Linked DNA regions of Mus musculus: regions 2, 3, 4 and 5 are each linked to region 1. The links are chromatin contacts, called in public ChIA-PET, Hi-C and HiChIP or PLAC-seq maps. All regions are on one chromosome and are shown on one strand. Each heading gives the region's core, a stretch centred on a gene start, on an enhancer-like site or on the middle of the called end of the contact. The rest is flanking DNA. Distances are from core to core; before and after follow the strand shown.

What was found. Hi-C and Micro-C count contacts between places; a contact is called where the count stands out from the background. ChIA-PET counts read pairs in DNA pulled down with a chosen protein or histone mark. HiChIP or PLAC-seq counts read pairs in DNA pulled down with a chosen protein or histone mark.
Region 2: a Hi-C map of cerebellum shows a contact between it and region 1, with 3 times the contacts expected there. The contact joins the enhancer-like site here to the promoter of Eomes in region 1. A contact is called at or near these places in 10 of 39 promoter capture datasets (the 3T3-L1 cell line, HPC-7-derived erythroid cells, embryonic stem cells and 4 more), 6 of 484 Hi-C or Micro-C datasets (the G1E-ER4 cell line, brain, cerebellar granule neurons and 1 more), 10 of 115 datasets of contacts at active chromatin or transcription factors (astrocytes, craniofacial prominence, embryonic basal ganglia and 7 more) and 1 of 9 other capture datasets (embryonic stem cells).
Region 3: a contact with region 1 is called in an H3K4me3 HiChIP or PLAC-seq map of embryonic basal ganglia, with 2.9 times the contacts expected there. The contact joins the enhancer-like site here to the promoter of Eomes in region 1. A contact is called at or near these places in 12 of 39 promoter capture datasets (the 3T3-L1 cell line, cranial neural crest, embryonic stem cells and 5 more), 1 of 15 datasets of contacts at CTCF or cohesin (embryonic stem cells), 30 of 484 Hi-C or Micro-C datasets (the C2C12 cell line, CD4 T cells, CD4 single positive thymocytes and 13 more), 15 of 115 datasets of contacts at active chromatin or transcription factors (CD8 T cells, Th17 cells, astrocytes and 9 more) and 3 of 9 other capture datasets (adipose tissue, embryonic stem cells and liver).
Region 4: a contact with region 1 is called in an RNA polymerase II ChIA-PET map of memory CD8 T cells, with 511 read pairs. The contact joins the enhancer-like site here to the promoter of Eomes in region 1. A contact is called at or near these places in 9 of 39 promoter capture datasets (the 3T3-L1 cell line, the C10 cell line, the HPC-7 cell line and 4 more), 2 of 15 datasets of contacts at CTCF or cohesin (CD8 T cells and embryonic stem cells), 21 of 484 Hi-C or Micro-C datasets (CD4 T cells, CD4 single positive thymocytes, CD8 T cells and 6 more), 11 of 115 datasets of contacts at active chromatin or transcription factors (CD8 T cells, effector CD8 T cells, embryonic forebrain and 5 more) and 2 of 9 other capture datasets (embryonic stem cells and liver).
Region 5: a Hi-C map of cerebellar granule neurons shows a contact between it and region 1, with 2.5 times the contacts expected there. The contact joins the enhancer-like site here to the promoter of Eomes in region 1. A contact is called at or near these places in 8 of 39 promoter capture datasets (the 3T3-L1 cell line, the C10 cell line, the HPC-7 cell line and 4 more), 1 of 15 datasets of contacts at CTCF or cohesin (CD8 T cells), 2 of 484 Hi-C or Micro-C datasets (CD8 T cells and cerebellar granule neurons), 10 of 115 datasets of contacts at active chromatin or transcription factors (CD8 T cells, effector CD8 T cells, embryonic forebrain and 6 more) and 1 of 9 other capture datasets (embryonic stem cells).

Annotation. Positions count from the first base shown.
Region 1 is chr9:118,476,019-118,481,675 of GRCm38.p6, reverse strand. It overlaps Eomes (eomesodermin), which reads right to left and starts at 3,487. Exons shown (of 6, transcript NM_010136.3): 1 at 2,130-3,487; 2 at 1,055-1,209; 3 at 290-411. The coding sequence starts at 3,016. It overlaps Gm33408 (a long non-coding RNA gene), which reads left to right and starts at 3,028. Exons shown (of 5, transcript XR_871338.1): 1 at 3,028-3,116.
Region 2 is chr9:118,224,850-118,230,506 of GRCm38.p6, reverse strand. No RefSeq gene overlaps it. Among named protein-coding and RNA genes, the nearest start is that of Gm17399, 77 kb to the right of the region's middle. Within about 2 kb of position 3,191, at least 10 of the 459 cell types and tissues checked have an H3K27ac peak or open chromatin away from gene starts, as enhancers often do. A contact at or near this core is called in cerebellar granule neurons and cerebellum, where this site is marked.
Region 3 is chr9:118,252,816-118,258,472 of GRCm38.p6, reverse strand. No RefSeq gene overlaps it. Among named protein-coding and RNA genes, the nearest start is that of Gm33088, 88 kb to the left of the region's middle. Within about 2 kb of position 3,077, at least 21 of the 459 cell types and tissues checked have an H3K27ac peak or open chromatin away from gene starts, as enhancers often do. A contact at or near this core is called in embryonic basal ganglia, neural progenitor cells and neural stem cells, where this site is marked.
Region 4 is chr9:118,268,462-118,274,118 of GRCm38.p6, reverse strand. No RefSeq gene overlaps it. Among named protein-coding and RNA genes, the nearest start is that of Gm33088, 73 kb to the left of the region's middle. Within about 2 kb of position 2,253, at least 19 of the 459 cell types and tissues checked have an H3K27ac peak or open chromatin away from gene starts, as enhancers often do. A contact at or near this core is called in CD8 T cells, Th1 cells, effector CD8 T cells and 2 more, where this site is marked.
Region 5 is chr9:118,292,141-118,297,797 of GRCm38.p6, reverse strand. No RefSeq gene overlaps it. Among named protein-coding and RNA genes, the nearest start is that of Gm33088, 49 kb to the left of the region's middle. Within about 2 kb of position 3,562, at least 3 of the 459 cell types and tissues checked have an H3K27ac peak or open chromatin away from gene starts, as enhancers often do. A contact at or near this core is called in cerebellar granule neurons, where this site is marked.

The DNA.
Region 1 (5,657 bases), core at 2,238-4,737:
CACTCCCCAAGATAAGAAACAAACAAACAAACAAACAAACAACAACCAAAACAAAAACAGAGTGTCTGTGTATTTGATAGATACTCTTTCCTTTTGGCTCCCCAAGTCCCCCCCTAAAATTTGATGTTTCTATGCATAGTAGTAAGAAAGTACAAATGACACAGGTAAATACATAAATTTAAAATTGAGCAAAGTCACAACTGTAAATACTTAGCTAAGCACAGTGACAAAAGGATGAGCTGTCCAAGAGACCCCGACCAGAAGACACAGGCTTTTCCAGTCTCCCTACCTGTGTGTTGTTGTTGTTTGCACCTTTGTTATTGGTGAGTTTTAACTTCCCAAAGGAAATCTCCTGCCTCATCCAGTGGGAGCCAGTGTTAGGAGATTCTGGGTGAACGTACATCTTATTGCCTAAGAGGAAAAGGAAAGGAAACATAAGCAAATGAAAGGAGACAGCCTTCACCCAGGCAGGTTGGAGAGGATGTCTGTTAGCTAGGCTTGGGTTTGCTGTAGCAACCTCCTCCTGGGAGGTCAGTCGACTGAAATCAGTGGATCCCAGCGGGACTCCAGTCACTCCCCCGGGCCAGGGTGCATCCAGCCTTCCTTAATCATGGTATTCCAATCACCAGCCTCTCCAAACTTAAAAAACAGAGTTGAGAGGAGAGAGGATGGTTCTTGATTGTTGGTCTGAGACCTTAAGCTGGAGGGGAAGTGCCTCATCGAGTCCTTAACTTTTATAGATTAAGTTAAAGGTGGCCTGGGCTTTCTCAAGAGAATTCTAAAATGCCAGGATCATTTACCAGGAACTTTCCCCAAACCCAGAACTTCACTTGGCTATTCATTTCTCAAACATAGCCCTCATAGGGTCAAGGTCAAGGTTTGATATATAATGAGAAACAAGAAAAAGGACGGAGTAAATTTCTCCCCAGCAGCAGAAGGCAGCACATGCTAACATCCCCATGCCCCAGGTTGGGGTGACATGCTTGATTTAAATGTGGCCGGTCCAACACTGAGGCTCCGACCTCTTCCCGGTCCAGGCCCCCTCTCTCCTCACCCTGCATGTTATTGTCCGCTTTGCCGCAGGTCACCCACTTGCCCCCCTGGAAGCGCCAGTGGTTAGGGTCGGCCAGAACCACTTCCACGAAAACATTGTAGTGGGCGGTGGGGTTGAGTCCGTTTATGTTGAAGCTCAAGAAAGGAAACATGCGCCTGTGCAAAGAACAGAACCAGAGGAAATTATTTAAGTAGCGGCTCTGGTCCCTCCCGGACACATGGGGGGTCTGCAATAAACAGCAAACAAACAAAAATGGCTACTACGGCCTGAAACTAAGAAAATGGTTTTAAATTGACATATTTATTTGGAACAGCCTCCAAATCAGTATTTTCCCTAATTCGCGTGCTTCTTTTCTGAGACATCCATCTATTTTCAGGTATCTACTAGGTTTCTTTCTGAAATGTCTAAAATTATTTTTAAAGACATAGGTGACTGAGAACATTAGGCCGGAGCGCGCCTTCTTGCACTCTCTCTCTCTCTCTCTCTCTCTCTCTCTCTCAACGAGCCCTCTTTGGGTCCCTGTCTCCCAATATCCACTCCTCACTTCCTCAAGAAGTAGCTGATGACAATTTGAAGGTGTGCCTGAACTTTCTGGTCCCTTCCCCGCAAGCAGAGCCCCCTCCCCCAAACATCTGGCTCCAAAAACTGTCTACCTAGTCACCAGCTCAAACCGACTTCTTTCTGCTCTTCTTACAGAAGAGCCCCACCAAACCAAGGAGCTTTAAAAAGCTTCTTTTCAAACACTTGTGCGCAGGCCGCAGCCAGCTCCAGCTAGCCCTCTTTCGCTATGCAGCCCACAAATCGCCTGCTGCAAACCCAGGAGCCAGCGGGTCACGTAGATCTGCCCTCAAGGGTTCATTCCCAAATTTCCATCTCCGCCTCCTCCTCCTCCCAGTCAATCCCGGTGAAGGTGACTAGAGAGGAGAGTAACGTGGGCTCGGAGCCCAAGCTACAGGTGTGCCTTAGGAAGTAAGGGACACGACTTTGGAGATATGATGTACCACTTAAACACCCTAAGCAGAGCCCGCAGTGTGCGGACAACCAGGCGCCTGGGGTCCCTCCACCCTGCACTCACCTGCCCTGTTTGGTGATGATCATCTCAGTTTGGTGCCGGTGGAATTTGAGCCATAGGGGCCGGTTGCACAGGTAGACGTGGGCGCGGAAGCCGGAGCCAGGCACCCCTAGGCCCCCCAATCCTCCACAAGACCCGGCCGCTGAGGTTCCGGCGTATGGCCCGTAGAGCGGAGAACCCTGGCCGTAGGGATAGGCGCCAGGACCGCCGGCACCACCGCCGCTGCTACCAGCGCCGCTCCCCGAACCCGCAGCGGGGCCGAACTGCGCCCTCGCGGGCGGGCACACGGCGGCGGGGAATCCACCGGGGGGCAGCATGGAGCCGTAGGGGTAGCGCGCGCCATTGGACGCGGGGTACACGGGTCCGTGGGCTGCTCCGGCCGCCGCCGGGTACTGGAAGAGCGAGCAGGGCGCGGCGAGCTCGGAGCCCTGCGGTCCCGGCGACGGGAGGTAGTAGCGCTCGGAGCTCAGGCTGTCCATGGAGTAGCGCGCGGTGGCCGCGGCGGTGGCGGCGGAGGGCAGCTCCTCCTCCGCGCACGGGGAGCCCTTGCGGCCGTCCGGGGGCCCGGGCTTGGCCACCGCCGAGGTGCTCCCGAAGGTGTCCCCAGCGTCCGCGTCACTGAGCATGGCCGCGGGGGCCCCCGCGCCGGCGCCTGCGGGTTCTGCGCTCCCCGCCTGGCACGGGAGACTGCCCGGAAACTTCTTGGACGCTTTGTCTAAGTCCAGCCTCTGGGGCGAGGGGGCAGCACCGGGGAGGAGGCTGACGCTCCCTCCGCCTCCCCCTCCTCCTCCGCCTCCTCCTCCTCCTCCTCCGCGAGCACTCTCCAGCGAGTAGAAGTGCGCGCCGGGCAGGTTCACCGAGCTCACCAGGAGCTGCTCTCCCAACTGCATGCTTTAGCGAATCGCAGACGGCAACCGGCTGCCTCCTCGCCTCCCGCGGCCTGGTTATAAAGGCCAGTTGGGGGAGCCAGCGCCCTCTTCCGAGGGGAAGGTAATGTCCCCTTCCTCCCTCGCCTAGGCTACCCACCTGCGGACCTGCGGGGCGGCTTCAGCGCGCGCCCAATTTAGCGTCCTTCCCTCAAGGGAACAAACTCGGGATTGTAGGTGCCCCTTTCCTTCCGCAAGAAAACAAACCCCGGGTTGTAGGTGTCTCTCTCCTTCCTTCCTTCCTTCCTTCCTTCCTTCCTTCCTTCCTTCCTTCCTTCCTTCCTTCTTTTCTTCCTTCCCTCCTTGTCTAACCTCTCAGGACCCCTACACTCACACTAAGGAAGAAGAGGACTTAGCTCTGAGTTCCCATTTAGCAACCAGCCATTTCCTCTCGGCTGGCTCTGCTAAACTCTAGGCATACTTGACCGCTTGGAAACTTGTGAGCGGTGGTTGGCTGCTTATATATGTGCGGCCAGGGAGGGGCTTCGCAGCCCCATGGCTAGGGGACTTTGCTATTGGCTGTTAGAGGTGACACTAATTCAATTAAGTATTTATTAATTGGATCGGGTCGCCTGCGAGTTTCATTTTCTCTTAGCTTATTTGGCTGTTATTGCTGGTTTGGTGTTTCTTTAAGCGTCTTTGGGAGAACTATATCCCACTGAGAATCAATCCTGGTGTACCCGGTGGCTCTATGGCGCCGGAGAAACGGGTTTGAAGTCTGCGAACATGGTCTACCCACGGCATAGGAATCATTCCTGAGTTCGGGTCTAGTTTGGCAGGTCCCAGAGGCCCGTGAAGGCGTCTTTACAAGCTCCCTGCTCGCAGGAAGGCTCAGGTCCCCGGGGGTGCAAATCTAGGGGAGGGCTGGAGAGCGACCCGAAGTCTCTGCGCACACCCTCCTTCTGACTTCCTGGCCTTCAGCACACAGGAACCGCTTTTTGTCCTGTCCCATCTTTTAGCGTAAAGACTTGGTGGAGAGAAACCTCGCGTTCAGTTTTTGGGATTCCAGAGATGGCAAAAGGATTCCGCGTCTGAATCAGAGACTCCAGCTTCTAGCTTCTGAAGTGGGCTTCTGAAGACCCAACATGAGCCTGACCGGACGAACCAAACACTCAGTATTACAACCGCGCTAAAACACCGGCTTCCCCGAGGCCGTCACTTTCATTACTCAGAATTCCCTCTGCTCGGTTTTTTCTAAACACTGGATGTTTCCTACCTCCCCCAGCCCCCGCTTTCGCCAACATCTTTGGTGGGGACTGACACTAAGACACAAAGGTTCCCTAGCAGCTGTGCAGTTAAGATTCCCTGCGCCTCTCTGCGGCACAATACAGAAGGCAGAATAATTAGTGAAATAATCAGTTTGATATTGAATTAAGCTCCTTTGCTCCAGCTGCCTGTTTTTCCCCCCTGCGTTTCCGCAAACAGTCAAGGACGGGGCCGTCATATTTTATTGTTTTATTATTACAGAAGGGGGAACACGTTTCGTTGACGATGAGAAGCCTGTACATTCTCCTCTAATAAGCAATTACGGACGCCTGCAGTAGTCGCTCCAGGAGCGCATTTTCCGGTCGAGATGTAGGGACTCTGCTTCCCCCAACCCAATGCGATCACACGGGAAACTTTTGCCGAGAACAGATGAGGTGGCCGCGGGATCTGCTAAGCGCTCAGACGCCAGCAGCAGATCCGCGCGAAGCTTTCCAACCTGGGTCCAAACCCCGCGAATCACGAACGTGGGCACGCCCGTGTTAGGGAGTGGAGCGATCCTTCATGGACTTGGATGCTGTGTGGGGTTTTGATAGAATAGCGTAGTGGGTCTTGGGCGCTCGCAAAGCTTTTCAAGTGTTTTGGAACAACAACCTTGTCAATTTTGGCTCAGAGAACTCGGGCTGACATCCTGCGCGATCAGTCCAGAGATCCCAGCTCCGATTTGGTCTCGGGCTCCGTCCCGCATGTTTTTGTTTTGTTTTGATGCAGCGAAGCCTTTGGGATTAATTTTTATTCCCCTCAAAGGGTGCGAGATATTGAACGTGAGGATTCCACAAGGGGGATGCGAGTTCCAAGAAAAGGGCCTCACTGCGCTGGGGACTCAACCTGGAGTCTTCGTTAGCCTGGCCCTGAGCTGCAGGATGTCTGAGGGAGATGTAGGTGTGAGACTGAATCTCACGTTATCTGCAGATGGGGTGACTGAAGTTATATGTCAGTTTTGTATTATAACACAGCCAGAAGTAAGGTCCCTTCAAAATACTTTGAAGAGACCGGGGAAACGCTGGCGTGGCACAGTGCCACACAGGCAACGGGCACCGTTCAGACCCACTCTGGCGCAAGTAACTCAGACCAGCTGTCTCCCTAACCACATCAGAATCGGGTTCATTCTATCCTACCCCTAGAGCAAGCTCATGAAGGAAGGCGCATAGGTTCGTTTCTAGTGCCATCAAATTATTAACTCGGTGTAATTCAATCTGTGTAACTAGAATTTGAACGGATTCCTGGAACCCCACCTCAGTAAATACACTTTCATCCGATTTCTGACACATTTTACAGAAATAAAGATAAATCCAAAAAGAATCAAAAACAAGAGCGCTAGGAAAGTCTTTTGGGACCTGGG
Region 2 (5,657 bases), core at 1,942-4,441, 250 kb after region 1:
CTGCAAAATTGCTAGTAGCTCTGACCGGCTTCAAACTGGAAATCCACAGGCGTGACACAAACTCTTTAATTAAAGATGTCTGCCACAGAACAGATATTTTGACTTATAAGACACAGATGAACAGGCAATTCGGTCCACACTAAACACAGGGTTGTGATGTCCGGATGCTTCAAGGTAGCAAACCCCATATGCATTTGAAAGTATCCCCCGGAGATACCTTTCCAGTAGAGTTCCACTGGCAGAGTTAAAGAAAAATCACACATGAAGATACTGAAAATCCTGCAGAGAAAAAGAAATCTACCTATCACCTATGTATGAATCTATGTTTATATGTATGTATATATGTATGTATGTAGTATGTATATATGTAGTATGTGTGTAGTATGTATGTAGTTTGTAGCATATATGTTTGTTGCATGTAGAATGTGTGTATGTATGTATGTGTGTAGTCTGTTATCTATCTACCAAACTACCTACCCATCCATCTATCATTCATTTATCTTTTATTTACATCCTCTTGTCTATGTAACTCAGGCCTCCTCATATTGCTCATAGGACTATTTTACAAAAACTCATATATATCCAATGAAAATTTAATACTCTAGGGAAGTTTTGTTGGAGCCCCTGGTTCAACCTATTCAGATCGTCTCCAGTGAGTTTTCTTTTTTAAAACCTTCATAGGCTGGAAATGCTGCTGAGTTGGTAGAGTGATTGCTTAGCGTTCACAAGGCCCTGGGTTTTATTCCCAGCACAGGCTTGTAATCCCAGCACTCAGGCAGGAGGATCAGCAGTTCAAGGTCATCCTTGGCTACTGAGTGAGTTTGAGGCCGGCCTGGGTTACGTGAGACCCTATCTTCATAAATAAATAAATAAATAAATAAATAAGCAAGCAAGCAACAGATAAACAAATTTCCACTGCTGAGAATGCAGCCCAGTGGTGGAGTCCCTGCATTATGTGCATGAAGCTCTGGGTTCTTCCCTTTTCACCACTCACACGCATGCACACCCACATGCATGCACACGCACAAAAGAATTAAATTATTGCAAATCAGGAAAAGCCCTGGATTTCAGCCCCAGCACCACAAATAAAGACAAAGGAAGAAATGACAATTGCATCATAGGCACGCTCTCCTGCATTAGGTCATTCTCTGGACCATTTTGATTAATTATTCTGCTGAATAGATGATCTAAAAAAAAAAAATCCAACCTTGTATTCTATTAGAAAAGGCAGTTGTAATGGGCCTCCTGAGTGTGCACAGAGGTCGCAGAGGGCTCCTCCTCCCAACAAAACCTCCACTCCGTTCATTTGTCTACTTTTCTGTTTATTCTTCTCAGCGTTCATTCCCCTTTGGCCATCTTAGCTAAATTTCCAATTTTCCAAAATTGCCTGCGGTGAAGCCCTCCCCCAAGAGACTGCGTTTTTTATTAGTCTCTTAAGCAAGTTACACAATTCAAATCACCTCTCCCGGTCCACCCATCTGCTTGTTTTGATTTTCTTCCTCTCTGCTGGACTTGGTGTAGAAGCCCTCCGTGCCTCCTCTCCCTCCCTGCATACTGCCCTAAACTCTCCCCCACGGTTCTGTCTATCCTCTCTGTCAGGGTCCGGGGGGCCCCTTCTGTTCACATGGCTCCGGGCCCACGGGTACCGGCCCCATCTGTCGGCAAAGCAGCTTCGCCTAACCACAGACCCGGTGCAGGAAACTCTCCTCTGAAGAATTGACGTCACTAGGTGTTCTCCTGAGACTTGTGCCCTAAAAATTAGCTACCTTGAGGGACACTAAAGGGCATTTCACCGTGGACTAGAGATGCTCCACCGGCAGTGATAAAGGACCTCGCCCACACAGCACCGCCCTTCAGTCTTTCCTTTCCGAGCAGTGGAGCATCAACAGGAAAACGGGGATTGACAAACAGTCTGTGAAGGCCAAGCTGAAATGTGAAAAGTGATTAGATTTCAATGCACAAGCAGATTAAAGAATGTAACATATTTTTGAGACTTCATGTCTCATGGTTAAATCTACCTATACAACCACTGCCTCAAAGCAAGGGTATCACTGAAAATGGCAGTCACTCCCTCAGGCCACCTGTATAAGAGACACACCCCAGAGAAACTGCTTTCTTGAAAGGAAAGTGTATTTCTGAAATTCAAATTACCCCATCTCCATAAAAAAAAAACAAAAAACAAAACAGTGAGAAAACCAGAGAGGTTTAATGGTTGAATAAATTACTAAACCGTGACTGGTCTTCAGTTGTTTTGTTTGTTTGTTTGTTTGTTTTTGTTTTTTTTTTCCTTCCTGCTTCAAATTTGATTCATTTCTAACACAGATCTATGGGATGATTTAGAGCCCCAAGTGCCAACAGGACATCAGAATAGTCGCAGCCAGCCACCGTACAGGGTATGATTGTGTGCCAGAGCAGAAAGAGGTCTCAAAATTGTGGATGACACCTGAAATGGGTACCCTGGAACCTCCAAGTGCTAGGAGACGCTTGCCTCTGACGTTTCCCCGTGTCCTCCCTGCGTGGAGCCCAGCACTGCAGCGACCCTGTTTATCTGGCCCCCGCACAACAGTGTCAGGACGCATTTCCATTTTCCAAGTGACTGCTGCCACTGGGCCGCAGTCTGTGCTCATTTCTCGAGTAGCTAAACCCTTTGACACTGTGGTTTTTAATTAAAATTACATTAAAGTTAATCAACCAGAAAGAGGCTGCTGTAGAAGGCAGGTCTGACTGCAACCTGCACAGGGCACAGAGGCTGCCAACTCGCTAACGATGCGCCTGCAGATGTCAGTCTGCCCACATAAGCCCCACGGTGACAGAGATGCGAGGAGAGGTCAGTTTCGTTCCTGTTTTCTCGGGGACGGTCAGAAAAAAAAATATTGAGATGGCAGGAGCGTGGTTAAAAGTTAAAAATTAGATAAGCTTTGGCCTCTAAAGTGCACCGGCCTAGGGTGTCTGCCATGGCCCCACCCCAAACCACGGAGCGAAGCTGTCTGTCACAGTCTTGGTGCTCTGCTTGGCCTGGCTTTGTCTGGAGAGGGACAGACGCAGCAGCTGAGCAGGGAGTCCTGGTTCCTTGCAGAGGCTTCCTTGAAACCTGGCTCTGCGCAGTGCTGTATCTCTTCATGCATTCCAGACCAAACAACGACCTGAATTAAATTCAAGTTCTAAGCTCTGCAAGCTACCGGGTGTTTACTAATGAAAACACCGGTGTCGAGCTTAAGACATAAGTTGCTTTCTGTTTTGTTCTCACATGGCTAGTTTACTGAATACCTTCTGGCATTATTAAAGTACCTGGCATTTCATAAGGAGTTAATTGGTTTAAATAATGAATAAATGAATGAATGAGAAGTGTGTACTGTTTGTCAAAACTAATTCTATCTGCTTCTTCCTTTCCTCCTCCCGTTCCTCTTCCTCCTACTTTCTTTTCCTTCCCCTTTCTTTCCACCTTTTTTCCTGTCTGTCTGTATTATCTATCTGTCTGTCTGTCTATCTATCTATCTATCTATCTATCTATCTATCTATCTATCTATCTATCTATCTATCCATCCATCCATCCATCCATCCATCCATCCATCCATCTATCCATCCATCCATCCATCTATCTATCTATCTATCTATCTATCTTGGACTGGAACTAGCTGTGTAGACCAGAATGACTGAACTTAACATTGGTCCTCCTATCTCTGCTTCCCAAGGGCTAGGATTATGGGCATACATCACCATGCTCAGCCTCATCTTTGTGTATGCATGCGTGTGTGCATGCAAATGAGTGTGTGTGTATGTACATGCCTGTGCATCTCTTTCTGAAAACTACAAAAAGCACCATTGGTTAAAAACTATTAGATGGCATTTATTTTGTACATGCTCTTTGATTTACCGGAGCTGCTGCCTGGGTCAGCAAATGACTATTTCCGGAGCAGTCCCTATGGCCAGACACGTTGTCAGGTGCGTGGGACCTTCAAACCACTATTCTGACTGGTGAGTGCTGTCCTTTAGAATCTCTACAGCCAGTAGATCAAGTGATAGCAAGGGCTATGTTAGCCATCTATTGCCAGAGTTAAAGCTCACCCACAGAAGCAAAGGGGATGTGGTAGCAGTCATCTGATAAACCAACTACAAGGGCTGAGTTGGCGTGCATCTTAGAAGAGTTCATGCTGTCAAAATCTGTATGCATCTCTCCCTCTAAAGGAATCCATACCTTCTGCTTAGTTGCCATTCCTGTTGCTATGATGAAATCCCCGAGAAAGAGCAGCTTAGGGAAGGAAGGGGAGTTTATTTCGGCTCATAGTTTGAGGGTGCAGTCTGTTGTGGTGGGAAAGGGCATGGGCAGGAACAGGAAAAGGAGCTGCTGGTCACACTGCGCCCACAGTCAGGAAGCTTATGTCTCTTTAGTCAGTCCAGGATCCCATCCCATGGGATGCTGCCGCCCACACTCAGGGTGAGTCTTCCCACCTCAATTCCGTCCAGGAACGTGCTCACTACCATGCTCAGAGGCTTGTCTTCTAGGTGACTCTACATCCTTGCCAAGCTGAAAACCAATATTAACTCACACATACCCATACGAGAGTCAGAGACAAAGGATGGATTTGATATGTGAAATTATATTCAGTGCAGTAAATATAAAAATGGGAGCTGGGAGGTCAGTGCAGTGGTACCATGTTTGGTCCTGGGTCCACATTCCAGAACCAAAAAGATGAAAGAAAGAGGAAGAGAAGCCAAGGAGGGGATAGGGCAATTTCTTCAGTTTCCTGGTATAAATATTTAGTCATAAAGATCTGAATCAAACTATCAGTGTGGGAAAGCACCTTGGACATGTTAAAGACGGACCACTGTCAGGCAGTGCTACTGATGGGGGTGGCAGACAGCTCAGGAAAGTGTTCTCCTTTGGATAGCTTGGCTCCAACGTGCAAAGCCCTAAGCACTCCAAGACTGCCCCTTGCGATGCATCTCTGCTTTTTTAATGTTTATCTGAATGAGGCCATTAGACCGGGATATCATATCATGCCTGGTTTTGATGAATTCAAGTACCTTTGATATTGTACATTCAGATAGAAGACATGACATTGTCATGTCATGGGAATGTGGAAGTCGGAATTCTTCTTCCAAGCAAGCATAAGTCAGCATTCAAAATGTAATCCTCACTTCTGGCCCATGGAAAGCTGCATCATAAACACCGTTGAAGACATTGTCAGTCCAGGAGCCAGGATCCTAAAATGATCAACCTGTACACACACACACACACACACACACACACACACACACACACACACACACAAGTAAAATTCAAACGGCCCAGTAGCATGTTGAAAATCCCCAACAAGCAATGCCGAGGTTTTGAAAGACGGACCATTTTTATTTGTAGAGCAATAACAAATAGTGCTTTGGAATTCTGCTTGTGCTCTTGCGTATCTGTTGAAACGTTCCCCCACTCCACACCTGAAATTTGCAGAATAAAAAGTTATAAAAAAAGATACAACAAAAAGAAATGCTTATACAACTCTTTTTAAACAGTCACATTATTAACAGAATCAGCAACTTAATTAAAAGTCTGTTAATTGTGGTGTTAATAAACCTGGCACATTTTCAATGGAGACTGACACAGTTCAAACTGATGCTTGCTGGTAATCTGTCAGGATCTGGATGAGAACATCGACTATCTG
Region 3 (5,657 bases), core at 1,828-4,327, 220 kb after region 1:
CTCTCTCTCTCTCTCTCTCTCTCTCTCTCTCTCTGTCATCTATCTGTCTCCATTTATACCTTTCTATAGGAAAAAGCTACAAACAGTAAACTGTATTTTGTGTGGTAGGCCAGTGACTAATACAATATCCACAGCACTAATTCACAGTACAGCAGTGATGGAGTCACGTGGATCAGCACAGGAAGGAAGCCCAGAAGCAAACCAGTGTCCTGTTGGAGAAGAGGTGTAGGATGTGACACGTGGGACAGGAGCATTACAGAGTGAGGAAGCATGGAGAAATATTAGATCCTCTAAAGCAGGGGCACAACTTGCCGGTTGGAACCCCCTTTGGGGGCAGGGTCGAACAACCCTTTCACGGGGTTCCCCTAAGACCATGGAAATCACAGATGTTTACATTATGATTCATAACAGTAGCAAAATTACAGTTATAGATTCACAACAAAAATAATTTAATAGTTGGGGGTCACCGCGACATGAGGAACTGTATTAAAGGGTCGCAGCGTTAGGAAGGTTGAGAGCCTCTGAGAACTCAGTGATCAAGCTCACTAGCTCTACTGAGACTTTCAAGAGAATTTTGAGTGTCCTGGTCTCATCTGTAATCTGATCACCGCTGCAGATCACTCTGTGTGAGAGAGTTCCATCTCTGCCGAGGCTGAGGCTGAGGCTGAGGCTACAGCAACTCTTTTTTTTTTTTTTTTTTTTTTTAAGATTTGTTTATTCATTTAATGTATATGAGTACACTGTTGCTGTCTTCAGACACACCAGAAGAGGGCATTGGATCCCATTATAGATGGCTGTGAGCCACCATGCTGGGTTGCTGAGAATTGAACTCAGAACCTCTGGAAGAGCAGTCAGTGCTCTTAACAGCTGAGCCATCTCTCCAGCCCCCAACTTAACTCTTTTAAGTCTCACCCTTAGATGCCAGCCCACAGAGAGAAAATGGTAGCATTTGTTACTTTTTTTTTAATAGTCGACAGAAGCAACTTAAGGAAGGAAGCCGCTTCTGTTTTTCCTCCTCCTCCCACTTCTCTTCCTTCCTCCCTCTTTTCCTCCTGTTCCTCCTCCTCTTGTTCCCCTTCTTCCTCCTCTCTCTTCTCCTCCCCCTCCTCTTCTCCCTCCTTCCCTTCCTCCCCCCTCCCTTCCCCTCCTTTTGCCTCACGCTTTGAGGGGTTACAGCCCATCACTGTGGGGCAGGCACTGTGGCAGGTTGTTCTGTGGTGGTGGAAGCCTGTGGTAACAACTGCCTTATGGTGACAACCAGGAAGCAGAGAGAGTCAAGGCCAAACCACTAAGGCCACCTCTACCACCCTATGGCTCCACATCTCCCAGTGAAGGTCCCTATTCAAAAGCCTCCCAAAACAGTTCCATCTACTAGGGAAAAAAGTGTTCTGAGACCCTGCAGGACACTTCAAACCATTAACAATGGCCAACATTACAAGCTGCTAAATGTAGTGGTCTATGTATTCTGCAGCAATGTATAACCAAAGCATGCATGAAGGCAAATGTTTGGAGCAAGACAGAGACTCACAAACCTAAACGTTGACTTATTTCCAGGTTGATTCATTCATTTTTGAGTCTGCATCTGTCTACAGCCCGCCTCTGCCTTGCTATGCTAAGATGAGGAGTTAAGATTATGCCTAGAAAGATTTGCAGTCTACTACTGTTAACTCTGAAACTTAAGGACGATCCACTGACTGGCTCCATACCCATGATCTTTTGAGCAACACAAATTGGACTTGGTGTGTCATTAAGAAAGAAAGAAAGAGAGAGAGAGAGAGAGAGAGAGAGAGAGAGAGAGAGAGAGAGAAAGAAAGAAAGAAAGAAAGAAAGAAAGAAAGAAAGAAAGAAAGAGAGAAAGAAAGAAAGAAAGATGAATTTGGGGGTGGGGTGGAGCAGTGGAAGGAGGATCTGGGAGGAGTTAGGCGATGGAGGGGGTGTGGGAAATGCTAGAATCAAAATACATTGTATGCCTGTATTAATTATTCCCAAAGAATTAATAAAAATGTAATATTTTAAAAACAGAAAGACCCAAGGGAGCTTGAAACTGGAAAGTGGATAGCAGCCGTCTGTCAACTCATACGCCCTAGGAGAGACTGACCACTACTAAAAGGGGCAGTGTTTGTTTCATTTCCCCAAAGCACCAGGCTTTCTCGATTGGATCTTGGCCTCAAAGAAGCGTCTAGAAGAGTAAAATAAAATACCCTCCCACCAGCTCATGAAGTCAGTCTCATAATGAGAGCCCCTCTGACTTGTGTTTGTCACGTGGGAAGCAGCACCTGCCATTAGCTGCGGTGTTTCCTATTCTCATATTGTCTGACAGTAGCAGTTGGGCCAGGCTTGAGCCAGTGTGACTGAGAGGCAGGCTCCCTGCTTCCACAAAGCTGTATTTAATAAGATGAGAACAGCATGCCAAGATGGGGCAGCTCCTGCTTTAACACTTATCCTGACACCAGCCCCCTCAGCGGGCCTATTGCTGTGGTAATCTGGGCGAGCTGGACAGAGCTTCCTGCTTGCAAGTTCAATATAATGGCACAGCAGGGGGGCAAGGGCTGGCAGGAAAGCTTAGAAAGTTAAAGCCTATTACCCTATGCATGAGGAAAAAACGAGTCACTAAATATTACATCCCGAGCAAGACTTGAACCCGCCAAAGGCAGTGGCGACACACGCTAAGCCTCGTCCATAATAGCGCATTCATTATTCTGCCTGCTGAGGGTAATGTGGATTTAAATGTCTTTAATCCTAATGGAAATTCGTATGCAAATTTCTCAAGCACACCCCGCCTCTGCGGTATTCTTGTGCTTCACTCCACTTTAATGGACACCAGTGGCTAGATACTTTGTATGTCAGAGACTAGATACTTTGTATGTTAGAGGAAACAATGCCTTTTAAATCTGTCTTTAGTGGTAAGAAGCCTGCAAGAAATCGCTTGACTGCTTATTGTGGTCTTTGTTGTCGTTGTTTGATGGTTCTTGTAAGTGCTGGATTAAAAACCAATAGAAGAAATCCCATGCAAATGATCTCTGAGTTCAGTCTTGGCCGGGGTTTAGGCTTAGTTACACTGAATGCCAACCCTGTCTTGCAAGCACATTCTAACAAGACTCAATACAGGTTAGCTCTGACACACATGCTTCAATACTGGCTGGCCAGATGAGTCTGTTTGACTTGGAGCAGACTGGCCTGACAGTTCTCATCAAGCGGCAAGCGGTACCCCGGACCCAGGCCCAGATTCCATGCAGCTGAAGACCATCCTTTAAGATCCTGACCCCACAGCTGTGCTAGGACTGAGGGTGTTAGAAAGGATAACCATAGAGCTAAGATTTGGGATTTCTTCTGCAACCCCCAATATTAGGTAGCACTGCTTGGCCATAGCATAAAGCCACTGAGACCATCAGGTGTCACCTCAGAGACAGCACCCACCAATCTCTGAGCTCTTACCACACTTATGTCAGGTTCTTGGTTGATACTTTATAGCCATTACTCATGATCTTGTTTGTATGTGTTCATGTGTGTGCATGATTGCTTATGTGTAGATGTGCCTATGCATTTGGGAAGGAGGCAGAGGTTGATATTGTGTTGCCTTCCTCAGTTCCTTTCCACCTTAGTTTTTGAGATGGTTTCTCATGACATCTGGAGTATATTGCTTTGGCCAACAGCCCCAGCATCTTGCCTTTGCCTCTATAGCCCTGAGGATTTCAGGTAAAGTATACTGAACCCTACTTTCTATGTGGGTGCTGAGGATCTGAGTTCAGGTGGCAAGAATGTTATTGACTGAGTCTAATCAGAAGTAATCACAATTGTTACCCTTATTAAAAACAAAATAAAACGTGTGTGTGTGTGTGTGTGTGTGTGTGTGTGTGTGTGTGTGTGTGTATCTGCATGCGAGCCTGAGGAGGTCAGAGAAAGTTGTTGGGTTCCCTGGAGCTGCATTTATGGGTGGTTGCCAGCTGCCTGACCTGGGTGTTGGGTGACCCTGAACTTGGGTCCTTTGGAAGACCAGGAAATGATGCTGAGCCATCTCTCCAGCCCTTTGGGGGATAAATATGCTGTTTTCCAGATTGTCCCACTGCAGACTGCTTTTATTTAAAGCTGATCGAGTTGGTTTGATGGCTTTCCAACGAGGGAATGGTATAACTGTTAAGCTTGCCTGTCTACATTCCTTTGGGTCTTCAGTTGCTACAGCTCCTGTATGTGCAGTGTCGCTCAGATGCATGGAGGTTTAGAGTTCCACCACTTTCCCTTTCTCTCCCCTCATAAACAGCATTGGGAATAGCTGCACATAGTGCTAATAGATACTCCTAAGTTGCTTCTTGGGTTCTCTCAGGCCCTGCCTTGGGATGGTTGGTTAGGTCAGAGGCAGGGACTGAAGAGCAATCAGGGCCAAGCTGGCCAGGTGGAGCCTCCTGCTGGCTTGCTGCTAAGAACTGTGGCTCTGGCCTATTGAGCATGTTTATGAAGCTCTCACACATTGAGGACTCTGACTCAAGGCAAGTGCCAGGCCACCTTCTGTCTCTGAATTCTGTGTCTACAAATAGAAAGAGTAAGAAAGTCTCTATCCCTCCAGGCCAGGTGCAGACCAGGAGAGCAAGCCCACTCCATGCTCTCCCTTAGCACCTCTAGCTTGTCTTCTGCCAAGGATAGATTCCTGTTCTTATTCCATGAGGACGGAGTGACAAGGTGAACACTCTTTCTAAGAGTGTTTTGGGAGGTGTGTATTTCGAGGGACTCCTAGCAACGTCTGATTATCTTTTTGTTGTTTGTTTGTATGTGCGCATTTGTGTGTGCAAGTGTGATGTTTGTGGGTGGACTAGAAGACAATGCCAGCCGTCATTACTGTTTAGTTGTTACTTGGCAGAGGGTTGGCGGTTTCTGCTGGATGGTGCCACTGCTGCTGATTCCTGCTTGATATTCTGCCCCAAAGAACTACTTCTAAACAGGTCCACATCCTCTTGTCCTATTGACCAACTTTCCTCCCCTACCTTTAAGTGGTGGGCTAGAAAGGGAGTCGAAGCATTTCAAAACCCTTATTAAAAGTAAATTTTCAAAAATCTAAGCCTACACCTTTCCCTCTTCTTTCTGCACGACCAGATTCTGCCCTCCCATCCTGAGTTCTTGTTGCACCATGACTGCTCCAATTTGGGATCTTCACTGCAGAGAAGGATTCAGAAGTAGCAGCAGTTTTCCGGGATGGGGGGTGGGGGTGGGAAGAGCACAGCAAAATGAGAGGGAGGGGCTGAAAGATAGAGGTGGGGATATGTGTGACATCAACATCCTGCAGATCAGCCACCACACTGGACAACTGGACATGTGATCCCATGGAGAGCCACTGGGTGACTGTGGAATCCCACACCTATACCTACCCCATCTGAGGGCTCAGGAAGGAATAGCATCGGTATGTCTATTTCTGATGCTTCTTAGTTGAGAGCCACGCAAGATGACACAATCGAACGGGTCTTTGTCTGGCTGGTGTAGAGATACACATGACAGCTAAGTGTGAGAAACAACACTCGCCATTGTATATCATTAAGCTGTTGTAGATCTACTTAATGAGATGTCACTGAAACCAGGTAGAATAGTGACACTCTAGAACACTGGCCACCACATCTGGCACAGGCAAAGGTACATAGGAAAGAGGCTTTCATCCACTGCTGGTGGCACTG
Region 4 (5,657 bases), core at 1,004-3,503, 210 kb after region 1:
GACATCTGGTTTATGTTTGCCTTACTAATCAGTCATCCCTCACTCAAAAAATGTGTATATGAATATTTATAAGGTATATATTCAGTATTACAAAAATGTTAAAATGTGGCAAACATCTTAACCTGCGGATGAGTAAACAAGTCATAGCTTACTCATGCCAGAGAAGGCTACCCAGTGTTAAAGGTAATGAACCAGGGCTAGTGAGATGCCTCAGCAGGCAAAGGCACCTGCTATGTGAAAACCTGATGACCCACGTTAGGTCCACATATGCAAAGCTGTGCTCTAACTTCCACAAGTATGTTGTGGCGATCTCCTGATGACCCATACACACACACACACACACACACACACACACACACACACACAAATAAATAACAGTAAGTAGCGACAATTTTAAATGAGTCATTGACACATTGAAAAGTAAATCCATATAGTTATATAGACATATGCAAAGAAATCCATTGCAATTAGGTGGATATATTCAAAGTAATTACTCTAAATGAAAGAATTAAGACCCAAAAAGTTACATTTCCTATGAGACTACGTATGCTACATTGTTGAAGGCACAAGGGTGTATTAAAAAAAAATAAGCCAGCGATTTCTAGGGCTGGGGATTTGAAGAACCATTGATATGAGCTGTGAGGAACATTTCTGAGTAATATCTTCTCTATATTGATAGTGACTATAAGAATTTGACTGTCAAAATGATTAAAAAAACATATTTAAAAGTGGATTTTACTATAAGTAAAAAAGAAACCTCAAGAGGCCTGATTTTACTTAAACAGAAACCATAATGAGGTGTGTGCGCTACGCCATTTTCTCAGTCCCATTAGAACCCCACCCAACCTTGTTAACCAATGGGCTAGATGTCTCCATGGGTCCATGTGACATCATGTGGCATTGTCCTGCTCCCTTTCCTGTGATGGTGTCACTGACAGATCATGACTGCACGGATGACCACCATGAGCAAGCTGTGAATAACAGGGCTAGAACAAGAAGCCAAGTTTGTGTCTGCTCTTGGAAGACAGATGTCAGAGGTAAACAGCTGGCTAAGGTCACGGCATCAAAGGTTTCATGAGTTGACCCTTCTGAACCCGCTTTACAAACTCGCAGAGCGGCATGTTAGTGGGAGCTGATTTCACAGGGTATACCCCCGTTTAGGGAAAAAAAAAAAACCACTTTACTTTGTGTTGATGGAACGTTTTTGTCATAGTTGCTTTCTTTATCTACAGGAAATCCCTTTTGGCAAGAGCTCAAAGTTCATATTAGGTCAGAATGTTGAGTGTTACACACTCTGGAGAATTTCAGATTTGGAGAGTCTTCATGATATAAACACTCTTCGGTCTCAGAAAGTGACAATGTACACAAACATCCACCATGCGAGGAAGATACACCAGGAGTGCTGGTGGGGTCCTTGTTGTGTTTAAGCCCACCCACTTGCTGACAGACACCTCAGCTGACTGCACAGTGTGACTCCAGAGCAGTATTGCAAAGAAGATGGTTGCACCCTTCAGGTATATACCTAGAAGTGGTGTAGCTTGGTCATATGGTAGTTCTAATTTTTGGCTTTAAAAAAAAAATGACAACAGAATTTTACTCAGCCGTACAGCAGAAAATATATGCAATTGGGGATCATCAAACAAAATGAAATAAATCATATACAGAAAGATAAATATCTTATTTTCTCTCATTGGTGATTCATAGAATTCTTTATAGAAATAGAATATATATATGTATATGACATATGTCACATATCATATGTACACACACACATTTATGAATGAAAGAAGAAGGTGGTTGGGGGCAGAGACCGGGGAGACTAGGGGAAGGGGGAATGGGACAGAAACTAAGAGAGGTACTGTGACTTTTCAAGTGCATGAAATACTTGAGAGAGAGTGTATTTGACATGCCACTATGTACGATGAACATGCACTAATAAAATGCAAAGCCACTTAAAGGAAATGGCCACATGCGGACCAAAGGGCAATGGAGGCTTCACTGTGCTTCAAAAGCTCTGGGAAGGCGCAGCCTCCTGCCTTGCCTACGGGAGGGCTGTGAGAAGACGGCTTTTTACCTGAAGCCATGTGGTTTCAAACATCCTCATTAAGGTTGTCTTCTGAGAGGACCTTGGCCATCACATTTATGTCAAATCCCAGGAAGCTGTCTTTGGGTTTTGAAAGGTGTCTGAGTCAGTTACGAGTCACCGGGCTCTGCGCTTGAGGACGGGCTTCCTTGGTGTTGAAAGGTGTCTGAGCCACTTAGGAGATGTGGGAGGATGGCGTCCTGCCAGCGCGTGGGCTGTGGAGCATCTGAACCGCTCAAAGTTCATGTTGGCTGTTTGCATTAATCACCATAATTTGACTAACAAGCCCGAAGTGACAGCTTAGCATCAGCCTGGTATGAGGACCAGAGGAAGGAAAACAAACCGGGAGGTCCTTGAACCAGAAACTCCCCGTTTGCTAGCTACACTGTAGGGGAGAACTTTCAGAATGTGATTAACAACCTCAAGAACATGAGCAAACAGATGCAGTGAGAGGGAAGCCCAGCTAGGAGAAAGCCAATCCCAGAGTCAGGTCTCCGTCCACACGTGTGCGTCCTCCTACAGATCTTAGCGGCTGTACCTCTGACTTTTGGCTGTGGCTCTGTGGCCAGTGTAACCACAACATGGATCCAGATTATCCAGGATCCTTTGACAGATAATATTGTTTAAGAACCCAAGCAGACACTTTGTGATGTCCAATATTCAGATTTTGTCATTTTCTTTCTTTCCTTCCTTCCTTCCTTCCTTCCTTCCTTCCTTCCTTCCTTCCTTCCTTCCTTCTTTCTTTCTTTCTTTCTTTCTTTCTTTCTTTCTCTCTCTCTCTTTCTCTCTCTCTCTCTCTCTTTCTCTCTCTCTCTTCCTTCCTTCCTTCCTCCTTTCCTCCCTCTCTCCCTCTGTCCCTCTCTCTCCTTCTTTCTTCCTTCCTTCCTTCCTTCCTTTTAAAAAATGTAATCATTTTTATCTTAAGACCTGGAAAAAAAATCAGAATCTCATAAAAACAAGAATAGATAATATTGCAAGGAAACTGAAGGTAGAAGCTACATCCTTCTCCCTAGTTATCCCTCTGTTACTTCTAAAGACAAAGAAGCACGACTTTATTGATCATTTAATTGTTATTAAAAGCTTCAGTCAGAGGCTGGGGATGTAGTTCAATCGCTGGAGTACTTGCCTAATGTTGTGCAGGAGGCCCTGGGTTCCGTCCTCATTAGTGCGTAAACTGAGCGTGACAGTGCTTGTCTCTAACCCCAGCACTCAGGAGGCTGAGGCAGGAATAGTAGAATGTTAAAGATTTTATTTATTTATTTATTTATTCATTCATTCATTTATTTAATATATATGATGAGTATACTGTAGCTGTCTTCAGACACGCCAGAAGAGGGCATTAGATCCCATTACAGATGGTTGTGAGCCACCATGTGGTTGCTGGGAATTGAACTCAGGACCTCTGGAAGAGCAGTCAGTGCTCTTAACTGCTGACACATCTCTCCAGCCCCCAAAATTAGAATATCAAAGGTCATCAGGTGCATAGTGAGATTGAGACCAGCTTAGGCTACTTGAGGTTTTCATCTCAACAAACAAAGAAACAGGCAAACAAACAAAAATTGAGTGGCTCAGTCCCTAATAAAACACTTGACTTCTCATAGTTTTTCAGCTCCAACAAAACCAGGAAGTACATTTATTTCCTAGCCAAGTCTTATGTGCAAGGCCTGCTTTTTGCTGCATCTCAAAACTCTGTGTGCCTAAATCTGTGTTTTAGGCAATAGCCATCAGCCATAACAAAATGTCCTGGGTAGTCAGTAAGCTAGAAACAGACCCACACTTCTCTCTTAAGCCATAGCTGGCTCTCTTGGACATAAACTAGGTTTTACAAAGATCTATTCGTGGGGCAGGGACGATGGCTCAGTGGGTAAGGAGCACTTTCTGCCCTTCTAGAGGACCTGAGTTCTTGAGTTTGTTCTTACAACCCATACTGAAAGGCCCATAACTGCCTGTAACCCCAACTCGGGCATCCGATGCCTTCTCTAGCCTCTGTGACCAACTGCACGCATGTGTGCATGCACATACACACAGGCACACAAAAGTAAAGTGCCTTTCAAAGAAAAGCTATATTCGTAACTATAAACCTGCCTAGTAACATCCTAATTTTTGATCCCTGAAACGGAGCCACCCAGCGCCAGGTCCTTCTTTCTACTGTTAACGGAAAGAGTTTAGTTTTCTTTGGAAGTAGCCATCAATTTGGGCCAATATTCACTTTGATTAAGTCAGAAGAGTCAGTACACATTTCATAAGAGGTGGTCTTTCCCTCCCCAGCGCATGCGTTCATAGCATTTGGAAGGGAACAGGGACGGCTCAGAGCGGGAGGGGGTTCAGTATGGTTTCACCATCAGTGTTTCAGCCTCGCTGTTGAATTCAGCCCCGACTGGGCAGAGCTGAGCCTCAGGGGAGAGTGGGAATGAATCCTACTGAGCCCCATAGCTTTAGTCGGTAGCACTCACAGCAGCAGCCCCTGGAAACCACCTCATGTGTTGAAACATCATCTCTCCCATCCCTCCCAAGCACAGCCTCAGTGAGGTGAGGAATGAGACAAGGATTCCCTTTCTCCACTCTCTCCATCCAGAGCTTGAAATCTTGGTCAAGGCAATACAGTAAGAGAAATAAATGCAGGGGAAACAAGCAGGAGAGAGAGGTGTAAAATCACCCCTGTTTGCAGACGATATGATCTTTACCCTGAGAGACCCTGAATGCTCTCCCAGAAAACTATTAGAACCGATAAATCCTTTCAGCGAAGTAACAGGATACAAAATAAACATGCAAGAGTCAGTAGCTTTGTAATATATCGATTATGGATATTCTGAGAAATAAATCAGGGGAAAACGATCCCCTTTACCATAACCTCTAAGATAAAATGAAACAAAACAAACAACAAACAAAAACAGAAAATAACCCTAACAGAGGAGGTGAGAGGACTCTACGCTAAAAAAGTCTTTATGAAATAAGACACCAGAAGATGGAAAGACCTCAATGCTCAGGCATTGGAAGAATTAATACTGTGAAATGGTTATATTACCAGAAGTGGCCTACCGATTCAACACAGTCCCCAGCCAAAATTCCAATGCCGTTCTTCACAGTACCAGAAAAACGCTCTTTTTTGTTTGTTTGTTTGTTTGTTTCAGAGACAGGGTTTCGCTGCAGCCCTGGCTGTCCTGGAACTCACTCTGTAGACCAGAAATTCACTTGCCTCTGCCTCCCAAGTGCTGGGATTAAAGGCGTGTGTCACCACGACCAGCCAGAAAAACGCTCTTTGTTTTTTTTTGTTTTGTTTTGTTTTTTCGAGACGCTCTTAAAACTTACACGTAAACATAAAGGACCGAAATTGGCTGAACACAGTTCTGAAGTGTTAAAGATCCCATGTTTGACCTTAAATTATATCACAGGGCCACAATGGCAAAGGCAGTATAGTACTTGCAGAAAAATAGACATGTAGACCAACAGAATAAAGTGAAGGGCCCCAGATCAACATAGCTCAATTTAATTTTCGGCAAGAGTGCCCAAAACAGATACTGGAAAAAACAGACAGCCTCTTTCACAAACGGTGCCAGAAAGCCAGCTATCTACA
Region 5 (5,657 bases), core at 2,313-4,812, 180 kb after region 1:
GCTGGCCTTGAACTTACTATGTTGCCTAGACTAGCCTCGACTTGTGGTCTACTTCCCCTCCTTAGTACCTGGAATTATAGGCATGGCTCTGCTGAAAGCTACATCGTTGATGGCTATAGCTCAGAGTGCCCTGGGACCTAATGGGTCCTAATCCAGGAGCTGTACGTAACAGCAGATTACTCTAGATAATGTATGAATCACACAGAAGTCCCCCACCGAGCCAGAGTCCCCTGGCCCCAGCTATCAGTAGTGATGATGTAGGCATACAGGATCGCAGAGGCTGGTCTAGAACAGAATACTTGCTTTTAGTGTTTCTAAACTAAGATCAAAACATCAATTTTTTTTTTTTTAAAGTTGAGTTTGAAAGTTAGCGAAGTTCTTATTTATGTCCTAGGAAGAGCACCAAGAGGAAGGCAGAGGAGAAAATCCGAGACTCAGGTGACAATGTCACAGTGAGTCTGTAGATTTTCTTTTTGCCTCATAAATCTCCAGATCTGGTGTAGACAGATCTGGGGCACCGGAAAAGCGGTGGGAAGTGGGTTGCCCTGGCAAACAAATGTTGAGGCATTATCTTCTCCAAACGCAGCCAAGGAGACTATCACAAACCCCTGCCCAGGCCAGGAAACTGTGAGCAGGGTGCAGATGTCTACCCTCAAGGCTGAGGTAAGGTGTTCGATGTCCCTGCTGGTGGTTAGTCACAGACGGGAAAACACTGGCTTGGAACCTTCCATTTCTACTGAAAGAAACATGGTCCCCTCTCTACTGCCTTTGGTGGAGAACACCTCAGACACCGGGACATCTGCCTCCCCCATAGGAACCCCCTCAGAAACATGTAAAATTTATATATTTTTAAATTGTACCTTACAAATAAGTAGGATTTATCCCAGGGAATGCAAATCTGGATTAAGTGTTTTGAAAACCAGCCATTGAATTATACCATGTTGCCATGGCTACAGAAAAAAAGTCATGTGACTGTGTCAGTCAATGTAAAAGAAGTCTTTAATTTCCATAGAAGCATATATATCAGAGGAGTGAGAACAGAGAGGACCTTCCTCAGGAGAGAATGTCCACCAGATCTCAGCACTGACACAGCAGTGTTTACTCCACCCCACGGTCAGGAACACTGCAAAAATACCTGTTAGATTGATATCCAGGGCAGTAAGGCACTGCAGGAAAACAAAAGGCATACAGATAAGAAAGGAAGGGAAAAGCTGGGCGTGGTGGCGCACGCCTTTAATCCCGGCACTAGGGAGGCAGAGGCAGGCAGATTTGTGAGTTTGAGGCCAGCCTGGTCTACAGAGTGAGTTCCAGGACAGCCAGGGCTACGCAGAGAAACCCTGTCTGAAAAACCAAACCAAACCAAACCAAACCAAACCAAACCAAACCAAACCAAACCAAACCAAAAACCAAAAAACAAAAAATAAAAAACAAGAAACAAAAAAACAAAAAACAGAAAGGAAAGGAAACTGTCCCCATCTATGTAGGAAAGACTTAAACAACACAGAGAATTAACATGGGATTCCATATTTCTATCCCAGGAGCACAGGATATAAAAACATAACAGTTAAATACAGTTTTATATGCTAGTAATAAACTCCTGGGTATCAAAGGTAACAAGATAATACTGTTCACAGTTGCTCACAAAACACTTGGCTATAAATCTAATAAAGTACATACAGGACTTAGAGGCTGAAAATCACTAGGGGCTAATGAACGAAATCCCAAAGGTCTAACCAAGGGGAGAGGCATTCCGTGTCCTGGGTGGTGGCTTAACAAATAAAATGTAAGCTTTTCACCAACACAGACACAGAATTAATGCAAATTTTACCAATATCTTGGTAAATCTCTATGTTATTTTTTTGTGTGTTTTTTGTTTTGTTTTGTTTTGTTTTGTTTTTTGAGTCAGGGTCTCACTTTATAGCCCTGGCTAGCTTGAAACTTGATAATGTAAACCAGGTTGTCCCCGAACTCACAGAGAACTCACTTCTGCCTCCAGAGTGCTGAGTTAAAAGGCTTCAGTCACGTGTGATTTTAATATAGAAAAACATTACCTAAAAATATAGATGGAAGAGCAAGTGGCCTAGCAGCGCAGTTCAAAACGAGAAGGGGACGAGGGGGTGGTGGAGGAGGAGGAAGAAAAGAAAGCAGCAGAACCGATTGCAACACCTCAAGTCCAGTGTAGAGTGGTCAAGACTGTTACATGGATGGAGAGAGAGAATGATGCACAGGTCAATGGGTATCAAAGGTAACAAGATAATACTGTTCACAGTTGCTCACAAAACACTTGGCTAAAAACAAAAGAACACGGAGCAGAGCCACACAAGCAGGCTCAGCTGAGATCTCGTCAAGGCCCACGTGGGTCTCAGCGAAGGAACAACACCCTTCCCAGTAGCTGGTCCCTGGGCAATGGATCTCCATTGTCAATGAAGAAAGGAAGGGAGGGAGGAGGGGAAGGGAAGGGAAAGAGGAAAAGAAAGAAGGTGGGGGCGGAAGATCCACTTAAAACCCAACCTTTACCCAAGCATCAGCCCAAGTGGGTAACTGACTCAAATGTAAACTAGAAATTTAAGTACCTTAGAGAAAAGAGATAAGAGAAAAACCTCAAAATTTGGAACGAAGCAAAGTTTTCAGACTGGACATCATGAAAAGATGAAGGGACACAGGTAGCTTTAACTTGGCTTCAATATGACCTCACCGAGTGCCATATCAATGTAGATGTTTATTAGTTAAATATAAAATAAAACAGCTATGAGGTTTTTTAGTATAAAAAAGCATGAGCCACAAATTAAAAAAAAAACATGAATATAACATACTCTACCAAAATCTAAAATTGTTATGATACATTTGTGGAAAAATCAGTTTGAAATAATATTTAATCATTCTTTCATTCAGTGCACACAAACAGGCGTGGAATAAATGTTTTAAATGAATATGTGAACATGTGCAAAGTAGCATTCACAATCTAACCTTCTGTATGCAATGCAATCTGTTGTACCAAGCAGATAGCAATGCTCTAGGCACAGTGTAAATCCAGAACACTGGATTATAGGAAGAAGTCAAACACTAACTTAGCCTTCTGGGTAAATGATGTTACCTGCTGGGAAAAGAGCACAGCCTTTTAAAACCATGGCATTTGGAGTCTAAGACATCCTGGTAGCCATGTCAGGCTTTGCTCCTGTAAAGTAGTTCTATGTCTTTCACTGGGATGTGTGAAGGGTCCAGACGCCACTTCTCTTTCCTGTATCCACGGCAGGCATTAATGGTGAGGCTCAACATTGCTACTAGGATTGGCTTCAGTCTCAGTCTCCACAGAGCCCAGGAGACAGCGCTCACCAGTGGATCAGAGTGGCTCCTAGAGGATCCCTAAGAACCTGAGAGGTAAGCCATTTCACCTGCCCTTTGTGAATCTCACTAACGGGCTAGCCTGGATGGATGGGGGGGCAGCCTCCCGGGTGTGGGAACTCAGGATGAGGAGGCTTCAACTGGGTCATCCTCCTTCAGGGCACTGGCTCCCAAACAGAGTATTTTTCCTAGTCCTCGATAGACACGTCACTCGCTCCCTCCCTGCTGGCCCTGGCACAGAGAAAGGGAGAGACAGGGATGAAGGGCTGCCATACCTTCCAGGTGTCCCTTAATGCAGTCCAACGTGGCCACCACAGGGCCTCTCTGCTTGCCTGCAGATATCCTTTTGAGCGTTCAATTAAAAGGGACATTTGCTGACGTCTGTACATGGTGTGCCTGGGCCTGGTGGTTTGAACATTTTGGCTTCCAGCATCTATGTTTATAACATTTGGGAGATATTGTTTTATACTTGTGCGAATGCAAACCTAGTGTTTATAAAGCCTGAGCAATTTTGGGTTTACTTAAAGCTTCCTTAAAATCCCATTCCTCAGCAACTAAGATGATATTTCTGGCGAAACTTTTCTTGTAATGACCACAGTTATCTTTACGTTTGAAAATGAAATTTGGAGCAAAGCATGAACGGTAGCCCACATAAAGGTTTTCCAAGTAACACCGAGAAGAAGAGTTTAGTTTTAAATCCTTGAATCACATTCTGAGAAGGCTTAGGAATGGGAAAGACTAGTACAAATCCTAGATTTCTTTGTCTATAAATAAGCATAATAAGACCTACTTGGATCTTTGTTGAAGGATGAGAGGAACGAGGGGATGCTTCGGTGACTTTGGACAGAGAGAAGTCTTACAGACTACTTCTCAAAGCCCAGAGATCGTCACTGCATTCCACGATGGCTTTTATTTTATGATTACTTGCTTTTTTTTGTTTATTTTTGGGGACAGGGTCTCATTTTGTAGCCCCGGCTGTCATCAAACTTGCTATCTCACTTGTGTGGCCTCAAACTCACCTGCCTCTGCTCCTAAGTGCCAGGATGAAAGGCGTGTCTTACCTCATAGGCATCTTTCAAATAGGTAAATGGAAGAGAAAACCCGTAAATATTTGCTACAAAGAGCTAACCCCTTTAATATCTAAAGAACCAATGGACACTGAGAAGAAACATGTTTGAGAAGGTCAGGATTTACAATTTACAGGAGAAAATAAATCCAAATGGCCCCCATATACATTCTTCTCTTGATCTCTCGCTTCCTCTTCTTTCTCCCCATCCCTCCCTCTGTGTGTGTAATGAGTCTCCATTTCACTCACAATAAGAGGCAAAGCAAAGCGAAATTACATCGAAACAGCACTTCTCACCTATCTGGTTGGCACAACCCCAAAAGTTTAAAATCACTGTGTTGGCAAGGCTGCGAAGAAGCAGGCGCTGTCATGCATTGCTGGTAGGGGTGCAAACGGCACAGCCCGCGCGGAGGGCAATTTGGCATTCTTTATCCACATTGAAAATGCATTTAACCTTTGACCCGTAATTCCACTTCTGGGAATTTATCCTACAGATCATATACATCTGTAGGCATAAATACTCAACTCTCTCTTTTCTCTGTGTATATGTATGTATACACAAATATACACAAACACTATATACATATAAATACTATTGCATGCAATCTATCTATGGTTGTATGTATATCTGTAAGTATGCATGTATGTATAAGTATGTGTATTATGTATGTGTATGTATGTGTGTATATGTATATACACATGCATGTATGTGTGTGTGTGTGTATATATATATATGTATTCCCTCCCTTGCCTTTTACCCCTCGAAAGACCATTGTGCTCTCTGTTTTTATGAATCTGACAGTTTCATATTCTGATCAAACAGGACTGTTCTCTTGTCCACCTCATAATATCTGTTGATCACCTTTCTCAAATGGTAGTATTTCCTTATATTAGAAGTGAGCCCAAGAGTGGTGGCGTACACTCTTCATCCTAGCACTCAGCAGTCAGACACAGATGGATCCTTATGAGTGCAAGGCCAGTCAGACCAACACAGGCAGGCTGTCTTCCTTTTACACATACACCCATGAGTAGTAGTCTTGGATTATAGGAATACTTTTAGTATTCCTATTTTTAATTTTTTGAAGACTTTTTAATACCATTTCCTAAAAATAGTGTACTGGCTGGTTTTGTGTCATCTTGACACAAGCTGGACTTATCACAGAGAAAGGAGCTTCAGGTGAGAAATGCCTCCATGAGATCCATCGGTAAGGCATTTTCTCAATTAGTGATCAAGGGGGCAGGGCCCATC